Regions from separate parts of the Mus musculus genome. Here all the other regions are linked to region 4. The links are chromatin contacts, called in public HiCAR-type and promoter capture Hi-C maps. All regions are on one chromosome and are shown on one strand. Each heading gives the region's core, a stretch centred on a gene start, on an enhancer-like site or on the middle of the called end of the contact. The rest is flanking DNA. Distances are from core to core; before and after follow the strand shown.

What was found. Promoter capture Hi-C pulls out the DNA fragments that hold promoters and counts their contacts. HiCAR-type assays count read pairs that join an accessible place to other places.
Region 1: a contact with region 4 is called in a promoter capture Hi-C map of pre-B cells. The contact joins the promoter of Hivep2 here to the promoter of Fbxo30 in region 4. A contact is called at or near these places in 2 of 39 promoter capture datasets (liver and pre-B cells) and 1 of 115 datasets of contacts at active chromatin or transcription factors (astrocytes).
Region 2: a contact with region 4 is called in a promoter capture Hi-C map of pre-B cells, with 4 times the contacts expected there. The contact joins the promoter of Fuca2 here to the promoter of Fbxo30 in region 4. A contact is called at or near these places in 1 of 39 promoter capture datasets (pre-B cells) and 1 of 115 datasets of contacts at active chromatin or transcription factors (embryonic stem cells).
Region 3: a contact with region 4 is called in a promoter capture Hi-C map of pre-B cells, with 6 times the contacts expected there. The contact joins the promoter of Pex3 here to the promoter of Fbxo30 in region 4. A contact is called at or near these places in 3 of 39 promoter capture datasets (hippocampal neurons, liver and pre-B cells), 1 of 484 Hi-C or Micro-C datasets (CD4 T cells) and 1 of 115 datasets of contacts at active chromatin or transcription factors (astrocytes).
Region 5: a contact with region 4 is called in a HiCAR-type map of astrocytes, with 5 times the contacts expected there. The contact joins the promoter of Sash1 here to the promoter of Fbxo30 in region 4. A contact is called at or near these places in 3 of 115 datasets of contacts at active chromatin or transcription factors (astrocytes and embryonic stem cells).

What each region holds. Positions count from the first base shown.
Region 1 is chr10:13,965,116-13,967,815 of GRCm38.p6, forward strand. Hivep2 (human immunodeficiency virus type I enhancer binding protein 2) reads left to right here and starts at 1,264. Exons shown (of 9, transcript NM_010437.2): 1 at 1,264-1,582.
Region 2 is chr10:13,499,601-13,502,300 of GRCm38.p6, forward strand. Fuca2 (fucosidase, alpha-L- 2, plasma) reads left to right here and starts at 1,428. Exons shown (of 7, transcript NM_025799.5): 1 at 1,428-1,773. The coding sequence starts at 1,568.
Region 3 is chr10:13,551,810-13,554,602 of GRCm38.p6, forward strand. Pex3 (peroxisomal biogenesis factor 3) reads right to left here and starts at 1,333. Exons shown (of 12, transcript NM_019961.3): 1 at 1,017-1,333. The coding sequence starts at 1,089. It overlaps Adat2 (adenosine deaminase, tRNA-specific 2), which reads left to right and starts at 1,098. Exons shown (of 6, transcript NM_025748.4): 1 at 1,098-1,552. The coding sequence starts at 1,457.
Region 4 is chr10:11,279,969-11,282,668 of GRCm38.p6, forward strand. It overlaps Fbxo30 (F-box protein 30), which reads left to right and starts at 1,362. Exons shown (of 3, transcript NM_027968.3): 1 at 1,362-1,532.
Region 5 is chr10:8,884,764-8,887,463 of GRCm38.p6, forward strand. Sash1 (SAM and SH3 domain containing 1) reads right to left here and starts at 1,307. Exons shown (of 20, transcript NM_175155.4): 1 at 961-1,307. The coding sequence starts at 1,095.

The DNA.
Region 1 (2,700 bases), core at 14-2,513, 2.7 Mb after region 4:
ACCGCTGCCCTAGCCTATTTGAATACCCAGACGAGGGCGGGCGGCTTCCTGAGCAGGGTGCACCCGGGGCGCCCTGGGGAGTGACCCCGGGGAAAGCAATTGGGGCGTTTCGAGCTCGTGAAAACTTCGTGCTTCCGCCCCGGCACGGAAAATGCTAGTGAAACACACTGTGAGCTCCAGGGGCTGCAACATAATTCCCCACCACCACCCGAATTGTTAACAAAATCGTGAGTGCAGCTGGAGGGTGAAGAGGCGAGAAATCCTTGGTACGCGGGCAAAATGTAAGGATCCCACAGATCACAAGGAACCAGTACGTGGGAAAGGGGGCTAGAGAGGGAAGGGAATGGGCGCGAAGGAGGTTTCCACACCCTAGTAGGAAATTCTCAGACCGCTCCAGACTCGCCAGTGTTTCTGCGTGGCAAGCCGATACCCGCTCTCAGCGGAGATCTCGGCTCCGAGGCAAGAGAGCGCGACCGCGACCTTCCCTCCCCGCGCGCCCGCATCAGGGCCAGTCCGGGTCGCACATCCTTCGCCCCGCTGGCCTGCTCCAGACTGGTTTTTCTGGTTCAGCCTCCCTCCCAGGGACGCGCTGGGGGATCCGATGACGTCGCTGGCTGAGTCTCTCCCTCTTCCTCCCTCCCTCCCCTCTCCCCCGCCCGCCCTCGCCGCGCACTCCTCCTAGTAACTTCTGTTCGGGGAGGCGCTGCCAGGAATAACCCGGTGCGTCCACAGCCCGGAGGGGAGGTGGCCGCTGCGGCTCCCGCACGCCGACAAACTGCGGCCCGGGTCCTGCGGCTCAAGCCCCAGCCTAGCGGCCCTGGCCCCCGCCCTGGCTCCATCTCCTAACAGTGTCCGAAAATAAATAAATATATAAATAAAGACAAGAGGAGCCTGGGCTGGCGGTGGGGATCGCCTCCCTCCCTCCTCCCTCCCTCCACGCCCGCCCTCCCTCTGTCCTTAAGGAAATGCTACCAGACACCCCCCACCAGACACGCTCAGCCTGGGCGAGGAGCAGCCGCCGCAGCAAGAACAAGGGCACCGGGGGGCTTTCCTCCCCTCCTCCTCTCTCTCCTCTTCCTCCTCCTGCGCTGCGGTGACTTTACAGGTGAGCGGCCGCCGCGGCTGCGAGGATCCCCCCCACCGCCCGCCGCGTCGCGCCCTCCTTCGGCCGCTGTCACCCGGACTGCCGGGAGCTGACAGCCGCCCGAGGGGCTCGCGGCCGGGAGGCTGGCGGCCGGCGGGAGGCGGGCTGGAGGTGAGGGGGTGGAGAGCTGGAGAGCGGGGCGCCGCCGTGCGCTGTCTCTCCCCGGTGGAGGAGGGTCTCCGCAAAAAGAGAAAGAAAAAGGAAAAAGAAAAAAAAAAAAAGACATCTTCGGTGACTGTGGCACAAGTATTTGCCAAGTTGAGTCTTGGACATTGAAGCTTGCCCGGAGCCCGAGCAACTTGAAAGGTCCTCTGGCTGGGTAGCAGCCTCCCTCCACGCTTCGACTCTTGGGTACTGGGTGCAGCCCTGGGGTGCGTGGAGGGCGCACCGGCCGCTGGCAGAGCAGAGCGGCGGGAATCTAGGTCCCTTCTCGGCTCGGTAAGTGGCCTCGGTTCTGTGTTTTTCCTGCCTGCACCAGAGATCGAGCTTGTTTCACTTTACCCTGAAATCGCCTTCGCCCAACTCCATCGCCCCCTTCGCGGCGCGCGCCCCCGGCCGCTTTCCTGGTGGCCCAGGGGTAAGGGTCGGAGGAGGCGGGGATGGGGGAGACCTAAGCAAGGGGGGGGGGGTCGGGCGCATTAGGAAATGCGGGGAATACCCTGGCCGAGGTTCTATGCAGATGAGGGGAGGCTGCTTTGCGTAATGTCCTGGGGGGAGGGGGCCGCGCGGGAGCGCTGGAGGCAGGAATGTGCCTGGTTACTAATGAGGGACGTGCACCGGCGCGCACCGCCGGGCCACCGCTGCGGCTGCCGCGGCCGGCGGTCCGTTGTCAAGTAGCGGGGGAGGGGGCGCGGCGCGGCGCGGGGCTGGGGGCGGTGCGGGCGGGAGGGCGAGCGGGCGAGCGGACGGCAAGGGCCGGGCTGCCGGCCTGCGGCCGAGCGAGCGCAGCGGAGGCGCTGGCGCTGGGCATTTCTGTGACTCCTTTCTCCTCCCGAGCGAGGAAGGAAGGAAGGAGAGAAGGAAGGAAGGAAGCGAAGAAGGAGGGGACTGTCTCCATGGAAGGTTCAGGCGGAGGCGCCCTCGCCTTGCGGGTGCACCGGCCGCAGAGCGGCTCCAGCCGCCGCCGGCTGGCCCCCGGCGCTTGGAGACGGGTGGGGGCGGATTGCATGCTTGTTTGTGCTTCTGGTCGGGGGATCGGGAAGAAACATGTGTGTTTGGGCAGTGCACCGCGAGGAGCTGGGTCTGCGCCTTTATGTCTGTTCCCTGAAGTGGGTGGAACGTTGGCCCGTTCCGGGAATGTTCCATGACGTGGTGCAGCCACAGGAAGGGGGTTAACGAGGGGCTCTCTGCCGCGGCGGCTCTGCTGGCTGCTATCAAAGCAGATGTGCTGCTGCCGCCGCACCTCTCACCTCCCTTCACCCCCAACCCCCTCCTTTCCATTCTGTGCGTCTGGTGCTGGTAGGGCTAAGACAGGAAAACATAGCGTCTATGTATGTGTGTGTGTGTGTGTGTGTGTGTGTGTGTGTGGTGAGGGTGATGTGTCTGTCGTATTTGGT
Region 2 (2,700 bases), core at 178-2,677, 2.2 Mb after region 4:
TGTGCCAGGCTCTGCTGCCCTGAAAAGCATGGCACCCAGGAAGAGATTGTAAGTGTTCTTAAGGAACTCACAGTCTAAGGCGATTGGGATCTCTAGCCAGCCAACTCTGAAACCACCTGTGGACTCCTGTGTTAGTGGTTAGGATACGGTGTCCTATGGAGGCACTTGGGAGGAAGTGGGATGTTATTGGGGGAGGGGTGGTTATGGCACAGAGCATCCTGGAGGAGGTGGCATTTGAAATGTACCACAAAAGGATAAGGGTTTTGCCAAAGCGGAAGCAGTAGAGATTCCGGCTTTAGGCCAATGGCATTTAAATAACTTTAGGATACAGTTCCTGAAGATGTAACTTTGATGATTATTCTAAGTGACTGGCTCCTTTTCTTTAAGTCTACCTGAAGGTTCCTCTCTCTCTGTCTCTCTGTCTCTCTCTGTCTCTCTGTCTCTCTCTGTCTCTCTGTCTCTGTCTCCGTCTCTCTCTCTCTCTCTCTCTCTCTCTCTCTCTCTCTCTCTCTCACACACACACACACACAGCTCTAGGACATTTATTACTGAACTACGGCTCCCAGATCGTACTTTCATTCCCTCCCTCCTTTCCTCCCTCCAACCCTCCTTCCTCTCCTTTTTTTCCTTCCTGATTTTTGAGACAGCGTCTCATGTAGCTCTCTATGTAGTCGAAGATGACCTTGAACTCTGATTCTCCTGTTTCTGTTTCCACACTGCTGTGTTGACCACTACTCTGGTTTTATTGCATTCTAGGCAAGCACTCAGCCACCCCAGCAGGTTCCCAAACCCTCCTTCTATACAAACTTCTTAAACATTCATTCAACTAAGATTGCCTTATTTCCTAACGCAGTTTCTCAGAAAAGTTTGTTCCACCAACAACCAAAGTCAGAAATAACAAGAGCCTGAGTAGAAATGTAAAATCTTGGACCCGAACCCAGATTGGCTGAACCCAAACTTTGGGATTTCATCGGCTACAAATTCGAGGATGGCAGAGGCAGACCCAAAGGCTGAGAGCCATGGGAGCTTCCTCAAAAGCCCTGAGCAGCCCACGAAGTTCCTGTCTCAGGCTCCAGTCCCACGGTAGGGCAGACAGCTCTGACACATAAAGCCACCAGGGCCTGGTGGTCGAGGTGACCTCTTGAGAGTTTTCTGTTAGGAGTCCTTGGGGAGGGAGGTCGTGGGTCAAAGACCATCCTTTAGGTTTTTGTCTCACAGCAGACAAACCGGGCGTCTTGGCTAAGTAGATCAGATCTGACTGGGAAACAGAGCCAAGGGCTGTTAAAAATGAGGAGGGTGGGCAAAAACTGACTTCCTTGGTTGTGCACCTGAGTAATGCAACCTTCTTGGGGTCCTTAAGTAACCAGAGCTCATTAAAACTCCTGGCCACTCCCTACTCCAGATCACAGTAGTCATCTGACCAAACCGGTCTGGGTCAGGTGACAGGAGCAGGGTACACTTAGCAGAAGCCGGAAGGCCAGCGCTAGGCAGCTTCTGCGGCTGACAGAGAAGGTTCCCGGCTTCCCTGGTGACTGGCGGTTCCCCCGAGGATCCCAGGCTGGCGCGCATGCGCCTGGGGTTCCTGATGCTTCTGCCGCTGCTGCTGCTGCCGCTCCTGAGGCCTTGGGGGGTCACGAGAGCCCTTAGCTATGACCCCACTTGGGAATCTCTGGACAGACGCCCGCTGCCAGCCTGGTTCGACCAGGCCAAGTTCGGCATCTTTATCCACTGGGGAGTGTTCTCCGTGCCCAGCTTTGGTAGTGAATGGTTCTGGTAAGTGCATACCTTTGCCCAAAGGGCTCGGGCACGGACGCGGGCGCGCGCGCGCGCGGGCGCACACACACACACACACACACACACACACACACACTCACACTGGGCTTTATGTCACCCCAGACAGTGGCAGTCTCTGTCTCTCTCTGTCTCTGTCTGTCTCTGTCTCTGTCTGTCTCTGTCTCTGTCTGTCTCTCTCTCTCTGTCTCTCTCTCTCTGTCTCTCTGTCTCTCTCTCTCTCTCTCTCTCTCTCTCTCTCTCTCACACACACACACACACACACACACACACACACACAAACTCACACCGGAGTTCTTAGGCACTCTGCAGGTGGGCCTCCCTATAGCAGTGGCAATGCCTGCGTGATTGAGGGAGTACCAGTCCCAGAATTTGAAGAATTTTCAAAAGGGCTGGTGAAATTTCTCACTGGTTAAGGGCCCATACTGCTTGTGATTTGTATATGCTCGGCCCAGGGAGTGGCACTATTAGAAAGTGTGGCCGTGTTAGAATAGGTGTGTCACTGTGGGTGTGGGATTTAAGACCCTCATCCTAGCTACCTGGAAGCCAGTATTCTGCTAGCAGCCTTCAGATGAAGATGTAGAGCTCTCAGCTCCTCCTGTACCATGCAATGCTTTCTACCTTGATGATAATGAACAGAACCTCTGAACCTGTAAGCCAGCCCCAATTAAATGTTGTCCTTATAAGAGCTGCCCTGGTCATGATGTCTGTTCACAGCAGTAAGACTCTTAACTAAGACACTGCTCTTGTAGAGGACCTTAGTCTGACTCCTCACACCCGCCCTGGGAGGCTCACAACCATCTGGTCATTCTGGTTCCGGGGGGGGGGGTTCGTGCTCCCAAAGCCCCCCCCTCACATGCACACGCCTACACACACGCACACATGTAATTAAAAAGAAAATCAGAAAAT
Region 3 (2,793 bases), core at 83-2,582, 2.3 Mb after region 4:
AGGTAATATAAAACACATTGTATCTATAAAGTATTTCCTATAAAATATGAACTATTATTCATTTGTGCTATACCTCAGAGATATGCAGAATGTGGTTACTGTTTTACAAATGTCCTAATATTTTAAGTCATATTATGATATATTTATACACACACACACATAGATCAGAGGATAGTGGTAACAGTTCTTAAAACTCAAGTTTTAAAAATTCTTTTAAACTCCCTTTTTGTGTTGTTCAAAAGATTCCCTTCTTAAAATCCCATAATTATTAACTGAGGGTTGTCTTTCCAAGACAAAGGGTTTAAAGCAGTGTGTGTGTGTGTGTGTGTGTGTGTTGCTCCTTCCCTGGGACCCAATGCAGTCAGCCTAGGCAAGCACTCTACCACAAAGTTACAATTCCAGCATCAAGATTTTTATCCTGTTTCTAACTTTCCTCTCAGCCAGTGAACTCAACTATATCACCAAAATGGATCATGACCACAACCTTGCCAGTCCTGACAACACTGCAGAATAAGCACTGTGTTGATATATAGTTTGTACTTTACAATTGGAGAACAGAAATTATCTGCTGTATATTTTACAGCAACATGCTGTTTTCGGTTTACCTTTAAACACCACCTCAAAGAGCAGACTTAAGATAATGGCCCTAGAATATTTCGAAACTCGTGTGAAAGGTTGAAAGCAGAGTTGACAAACAGAATGAAAATCTAACAGGAAAGCAAAAGAAGAAAATTGGAAGGCAAATGTATCTATCTATACGAGAATAGTGCTTTGAAAAGAAACTTCATTGGGGTAGACTCTTGAAGGCCCATGGGGAGAAAAAGGACGGGGGCAGAGTGAGGGGCAAAGGGCACAGAGATCCAGATAAAAGAACTTTAGAGGTTCTTCTTTGACGGTTGAGCCAATCCCTTCGACAAATCCCAGTTTGGTATCAGTGGGCCCTGCCTGTTTTTATAAGTCACCTCTGTCACTCCTTTCTGCCAATGGCCCCTTCTAAAAAGCATGTTGTCACTCACCTCCGAGGACTGTGCCCAGGAAGATGCATTTCTTTTTGTGACGTTTCAGAAAATTCCACATTGATCTCAGCATCTCCAGACCCCGTGTTGTGTGGGTTGCCTAGGGGAGAGGGGCTGGCTCACCGTGTCTTCCGTCCACCTGGCCTGGACCTCCGGCAGCAGCGCGGTGGCGGCGCTAGGTGCTCTCCAGAAACCACAGACGTTTCTCTGAGCAGAGGTTGTGGCTTAAGCGGAGGAAGGGGGCGTGGACTAGAGCGGAGCAGCGACGCTTTCGGTCCCCCAGCCGCCGCTTACTGATCCGGGACGCCTGGGTCCGTCCGCAAATAGCTCCCGGGTGCCTCGTCTTTTCCCGTCCTCCTGGAAGCAAGGTCCGCTCCCGCCGCGTTCCGCTGTCCTCTCTTCTCTCGTCCCTCGGCCCGGAGTCTCTGAGCGGCGGAGGTATGGAGGAGAAGGTGGAGTCCACCACTACTCCAGACGGCCCGTGCGTGGTGTCCGTACAGGAGACGGAAAAGTGGATGGAGGAGGCGATGCGAATGGTGAGGAATCGGGCAGGTGGATGCTGAGAGCGCAAACTTTCTCCCGGCCATATCCTGACCAGAGTAGTTGAGCAAATGTGCCGGGCGCGCTATCTATCATGTCTGAAAATACCTGAAGCAGCAACTTGTTTTATTCTAGGGGGAATTTTTCTTTAGCTTTGTCTCATAGTAATTGGGGTGAAGGGAAAATACAGAAACGGTTCGATTGATGTATTACAGGGAGTCTTATCTGCCGCCTGGGGATGTGTGCTCCCTACCTGCCTATCTTCCTTCCCATGTGGACACATACTTTCAAATCCATAAAGCCACATTATTTTATGGCTTGCTCCCATATAATGGGAGGAAGCTGATGTTTCTGTAAAGGGTCATATCAAAACGTGTCCTGGTACAATCCTCACCGATGATGTGTCTACTCTTTCTACGATACTTTTCTCTGCCCTTGTATTCCCTTCCTTCCTGCGATTCTTATAGATTGCTCATCATGGAGAGCTCTGGTCGTATTTTTACATGTTTTCCCAAGCTTATTACCCATATCGATGTGTGGCAGGGATAGACGTTTGTGGCAGGGATATACATACAAACTATGTATGTATACACAGTTTGATGCTGGGTTTTCATTCTGTGAACATGGAACACCAATTTGTTTACAGCATTGTAAAGGCCTTAAAACTGAGCTCAGCCTTTGGTGTGGGGATATTATTTTTGTTTATTCTTTTACAAAATTAAAATATCTCACCTTTTTATTCTAATGGTTACAGAAGTTCACCTTCATAAGAAATTAAAATCTAGAAGACAGAAACATGTTTTCCACCCCACGCCCCCAGACAAATGGCATAATGCATTCTTTTAATTTTTTAATTAACATCTTTTTTTTTTTTTTTTTTTTTTTTGGTCATCTTTCTCAGAGCTCGGGGTGGGAAGAAGAGAGCCTTTGTTCATCAGTTGTCGAGTTGAGAATTTGTTGGTTTAAGGAAGATCAAGTCACCATTTCAGTGGCAGAGCTTTGGCCTCTTCCAAAGAAGGCCAGCTTCTTAAGTTCAAATCCATCTAAACAGTTAGACCTATTTGACTCAACTCTTTTGCATTTGTGACAAAGGGAAGGGACAGACTGGAAGAAATGGGAGGGGCAATGGAAAGTCTGAGACTGGGTGGAGTGTTGTGGATTTTCAGCCTCAAGCTTTGAACTTGTCCATAGAGGAAATGCATGCACATTTGCATGTATTTGCCCTGGGAAGCAGTTC
Region 4 (2,700 bases), core at 112-2,611:
AGGACATCTTTGAAGACCTTTGATTCCTGGTAGTCTCTGGTTGCCACTTATGGAAGAGCAGAGGCTTCTGTTTGCCCTGACTCCTACTCAGCTTGAGGTGGGAGATGACCTAGTGTCAACTAGGTGATTTAGAGAGGCAGAAAGCCCCAAAGTACAATCAATCAGTATGGGAATGTTGAAGCTGTAGAGAGCCTTTGGGATTCCCTGCCGCAGTCCCCTTATTTTGCGGAAGGGGATGTAATGGAAGGATGTGTGACTCAATCGCGACCACCTGTCATGCACAAGCAACTCTCCCACCATTTCATCTGTCTGCTTCACTTTTCTTACCTGGCCCCTTTGGGTCTCACGCTCTGGGCTGACCGAAAAGCGCCTACCTCCTACAGCCAAAGCAGGCAAAAAAAAAAAAAAAAAAAAAAAAAAAAAAAAATACAGCGTCCTAAGCACCCCACATATAAGCACTAAATATTTCAAAAATCTGAATGTCTTCATTAAACCAAACCAAACCCCTGACCTTTACAGTGTGCTCAGTCTTAAGCTCCCCAGGGTTTTGTGTAGTTGTATGAAAGTGCTGGTTTTTAAGGTGAAGGACGGTGACTCTCGTGAGCCACCGTTTCCAACAGCTGGGGAGTAAAACTGCAGTCACCAGAACGGCCACCCAAGGGGGTTTTCTCACCTCCGCCCCTCCGCCAGCCAGGGCCAAGGCTCCTTCACGGTGGCTTTGAGGTGGGAGTTGGCAGGAGGCCTCCAGACGGGGTGGGCGTCGGTGACATCACCGTCCCTCAGCCTCACGCCCGGGCCTGGCGGTAGTAACGGGGACGCCTACACGCGGGGTGTGTAGCCCTGGATGGCCACGGGAAAGCTCCGGCCCTAAGACGTTTCCCAGAAGCCGCGCCGCGCCCTCTGGAGGCCGCGTGGCTCGCCCCACCGAAGCCGCCCGCCGCGGGCTGACGAGCAGCAGAGCCCTTACAAGGGGAAACGGGTCACAGAGCAGAGCGGTCACCGAGTCACAGGGCTCGGGCACGTGAGGTGGTGGCAGTTACCACCGACAACGGGGGCTGACCTATTTCCTGCGAGTGCGCGCTAGGAGGACGGGTCGCGCTCCTGGGCCTGCGTCCTCCACAGTGCCACAGGGGCTCGGAGAGTCCTTCCAAAAACAAACAAAAAGCAAAGGCGCGAAAGGCGGACCCGGCAGGGAGCACCAAGGGAGAGGCTGCCCCGTGGGTTCTCTGCGCTCGGCCTGACCGGCACAGGACAGCGTGCGCATCCTCGCCCGCTGTGCGTGCGCGTGCCCGCTCACCCGCTGCCGGGCCGGGGGGCGGGGCGCAGCGGGGCGGGGCGGGGCGCGCGAGGAGGGCGGTGGCGGTTGGAGGCCGAGGAGAAAAGGCGGCGGTCCGGGCAGGGCGGAGGCGCAGAGGATTGGGACGGGACGGGCCCCGTGCGTGGTCCGGTCCGGTGCGGGGACGCTGCGGAGCCGCCGGGCGCTAAGGCCAGAGAAGCCAGGGTTTGAGCGGCGCTTCGGCCCGCGCGGGCTGGTGAGTGTGGCGAGGCCGCGGGAGGCTGGCGCGGGGACGCGGGCGGGCGGGCGGGCAGCGGCCCGGACGGCGCGGGCCCCGGGGGCGGCGGGGCCGGTGGAGTCGGCGCAGTTCAGAGGCTTCCGTCCGGCTGGCCCCGTCCGGGTCGCGCCCGGCCGCCCGTGTGGCCTGCCCTTGAGGCTCCCGGCAAATGGCGCCCCGACCCCCGGGGACGCGGAACCGGGTGAGACCCCCACCTCCGCCCCCACCCCCACTGAGCGCAGAGGAGCCCCGGGGGACCCCGGAATGCGTGGCTCGCACCCTCTGCCTCGTAGGGACTTGAGGAGTTTGGGCGCAAACGGGTTAAAGGACGGCGAGGCATCTCCAAGTGTCTCCGCGGGATAAGCGAAGTTGGTAACTTTTCCATTCATGGAAGTGAGAGGCGCGGAGGCTTAGCTGTGGCCCTGGTTAAAGCGAGACTTAGGGATCACCCCCCCCCCCCCCAAGTTCCTGGGTTCCAGCTCGTGGAGTCCCAGATTGGAAGCAGGACAGGGAACGCACGGCGGATTCAAAGTCACTCGGGGATTACATTTTAACCTCGACGGAGGCCTGTGTTTGCCGCGTTTCTCCTGCTCCCCTCTCCCTTCTTTGAGTCCCGTGGTAAATCCCGGATAAAATAGATGCTTGGGAAGGAATTGACCTTTTCTTCCATGATTGCTTTGTTGACTGTGATCCAAGATGAAGTTATTTACGGGCATTCTGGTATCAAAGAGGGTTAACGTTTTTAAAACGAAGTCTCAAAAAGTTTCTGAGGTTCTTTTTTTTATTTGTTCCCTGCTAAATTTCAGGCAAAGTAAGTTACATTAACACGCTCTGCACGCTTTTATGTTAGTTTTCCCAAACAATCCTGTGTTGACTGACAAAGAGACAAAGGATACCATGAAGTATCCCTGTTTGATTTTTCTAAAGCATACAGTTTCGTTGAATCACTCTTCTTTATGCTTAGTCACTGTTTCTTGCTGTAGTAGTTTAGTTGAGGACAACATGTTTTGCTAACTTCTTAGATCACCAGTTTATACCCGATACTTAACATAGGGACATAAGCTTTTGTGTGTGTGTGTGTGTGATTCTAGAAATAGTAGGTGTTTTATGAATGATATAAGAAAACTGGAACTCTAATATTTCTGAA
Region 5 (2,700 bases), core at 57-2,556, 2.4 Mb before region 4:
CACTATGAAGAAAACTATATCGTTCCTAAAGAGACACGGCTAACACCAGAGACACGGCTAACACCCTATCCATCCAAGGTAAAATTTCATCCTCAGTAGAACTACTTTCCAGAACTAAGATAAATCCATAGGCAGTTTTAACCACTGGCCAGTTCAAAACCTCTTTTGGGGGGGTTTGGTTGGTTGGTTGGTTTTGGTTTTTGGGTTTTTTTGTTTGTTTGTTTTGTTTTGTTTTGTTTTTGATTTTGGGTTTTTTTTGTTGTTGTTTTTGTTTTGTTTTTGTTTTTGGGGGATTGTTTTGTTTTGTTTTCGAGACAGATTTTCTCTGTGTAGTCCTGGCTGTCCTGGAACTCACTCTGTAGACCAGGCTGGCCTCGAACTCAGAAATTCGACTGCCTCTGCCACCCAGGTGCTGGAATTAAAGGCGTGCGCCACCACGCCCGGCAGTTCAAAACCCCTTATCAGCACAGATTCAGCAATATATGCCTTATTGTTCTCAGCGCCAAACATATAAAACAAATATCCTGTAATTCTACAAACTAGAAGAGCTGAGGGCAGAGCAAGTAAACACCGTGGTAGTTCTGCACAAGGAAACGGTTGTTTTCCTCTCATGGGCACAGGACAAGCCCTGTGCGGATAAACATCAATACCGAGAGGCCATGAGGAGTCCACTCGCCAAATATTTACAAGTAGTATTTACATCTACTCTTTCTGGCTTTTTCCACGCCAACTTTTCTAAGCAGGTGTCCCTAATTACAGTCGATTGTTCAAGAGGTGTCTCTGATGTGACCCGACAAGTAGGGGTTTTTTTTTTTTGTTTGGTTGGTTTGGTTTGGTTTGGTTTTTCTAAATTACAGTTTCAACCCCTATATAGAGAATACAGCGGAAAGAAGAAGGGTGACCAATAGGTGGGCGAGGGGTGAGCCCCGCTTCCCCCGCCTGCCTCCCCAGGTAGCTCACCAGGATGCCCATCACGTCGGTCCAGAGGCGGGAGATTGACTCGGAGACACCGGCCTCGGGCTCCAGCTCCCGGGCGGGATCCACCTCCGGCTCAGGCTCCGGCGCCGGGCTAGCAGCTCCCGCGTCCTCCTCCATGGCCGCGTCCCCGTGCGTCCGCGTCCGGGTCCCCGCGCTGCCCACCGCTCGCAGCAGCGCGTCGGCCGACGGGGCGCAAGTTCCCCGCCCGCGGCGTCACCGGGCCGCGCCCCCGCGTCGCATGCCCCAGGCTCCGCTGGGTACGAGCACCACTGCCAGGACTGGCACCTCGATCCCGGGCGACCGCGATTGACAACTCCAGAAACTTTTCCTAGCCCGGCCCCGCGCAGCAACAGGGTAGCTGGAGCAGAGTCCACAACACTGGCTGCGGCGGGGAGTTCACGGGACCAGGGAGACAAGAGCCACACCGCACGGGTGCTGCGTCCTGCTTCGGGGACCGGCTCCGGGTGGCACACCACTCGCCTCTACTGGAGAGTTTGTGCAGGGCTGGGCAGGGGACAGTGACGCCTGTGGACCCGGGCTAATTAGTCCTGGACCCCTCTCTTTAGAATGAGCTCTTCCAACTCCACATGACTCCCTCCCCTCCAGGCTCAAGAAAGCGTTTAGCAACAAAAGGTGCTCTGATGTCAGGCGCTTTGCATGGAAATGAGCCTCAGCCTGGCCAACAAATCGCCTTTTGAAAGCGCCACCGCGCCACGGGCCCGGGGCCCTGCACAAGTCCCCAATCGCGCCATTCACCCGCGCCTTCCGCCACTGAAACTGCAGAAAGTTAATCTTTAAGCCGCTCGCTGAGTTCGAGTTTAAGAGGAGTCCGTATGGTGACAACCCCTGGAATTACAGTCCTGTCTGTCAGGCTTCTTGGAAAACAAAGTGTGACAAAGCTCGCCTGGTCACGAGCCATTGTTTGGGTCGTAAGTCCGGGCGTTTCGGCTCCCGAGTGGCCGCAGTGCTGTGCACTTCTAGGGTTTTCGGATACTTAAATGAGACCCTCTCTGAGCTGTAAGGGTGTGTTTTGTTTTGTTTTGTTTTGTTTTGTTTTGTTTTGTTTTGTTTTGTTTTGTTTTACGTGGAAGAAACAGGCAAGGGGTATGTTCAAAATAAAAGTTAATTTTATGGCCGCTAAGCCCATGCACAGTTCAGGCCTCGATATGTTAATCAAGTGAAAATGCCAGAGGGAAATATCCCTGAAGAGGTCCTTTTTCCCTCTTCTCCCCCTCCTCCTCCTTTTAAAAACCAATCAAAAAATTTTTTCTAAGAGATGACAGTGCCTATCCTATTTGATTTTGTGGCTGCTCACTTTGTGAAACTAAAGAAACCCACGGAATCTGCCCCTTATTAAGGAGGTGGAGTGGAGAGGGGATGAAGTGAGGGTCCCCCGGATAGAACAATTACTTCTGAAGTGTCTTCATCTCTTTCTCAGCTTTCATACATTGAGAACAGCAGTCTAAGTAATGGGTGAATAGCTCTCACCCACAATGTCAAAACGTAAAAAGAAGTAAAACCCTAGCATAGCAGTATGGGCCTATAAGGCTGGGAAGTAGAGACATCGGGATTTTCGTGGCTTTAGTGGCTGCCATTCCAGACAGCTGGTAAGCTCCAGGTTCATGGAGAGATTGATCATGTCTCAAAAAATAAGGTGGTGTATGGTAGAGAAAGACACCTGACATCACTCTGCCGTCCACAGGTATGTGTATAAGTGAATGT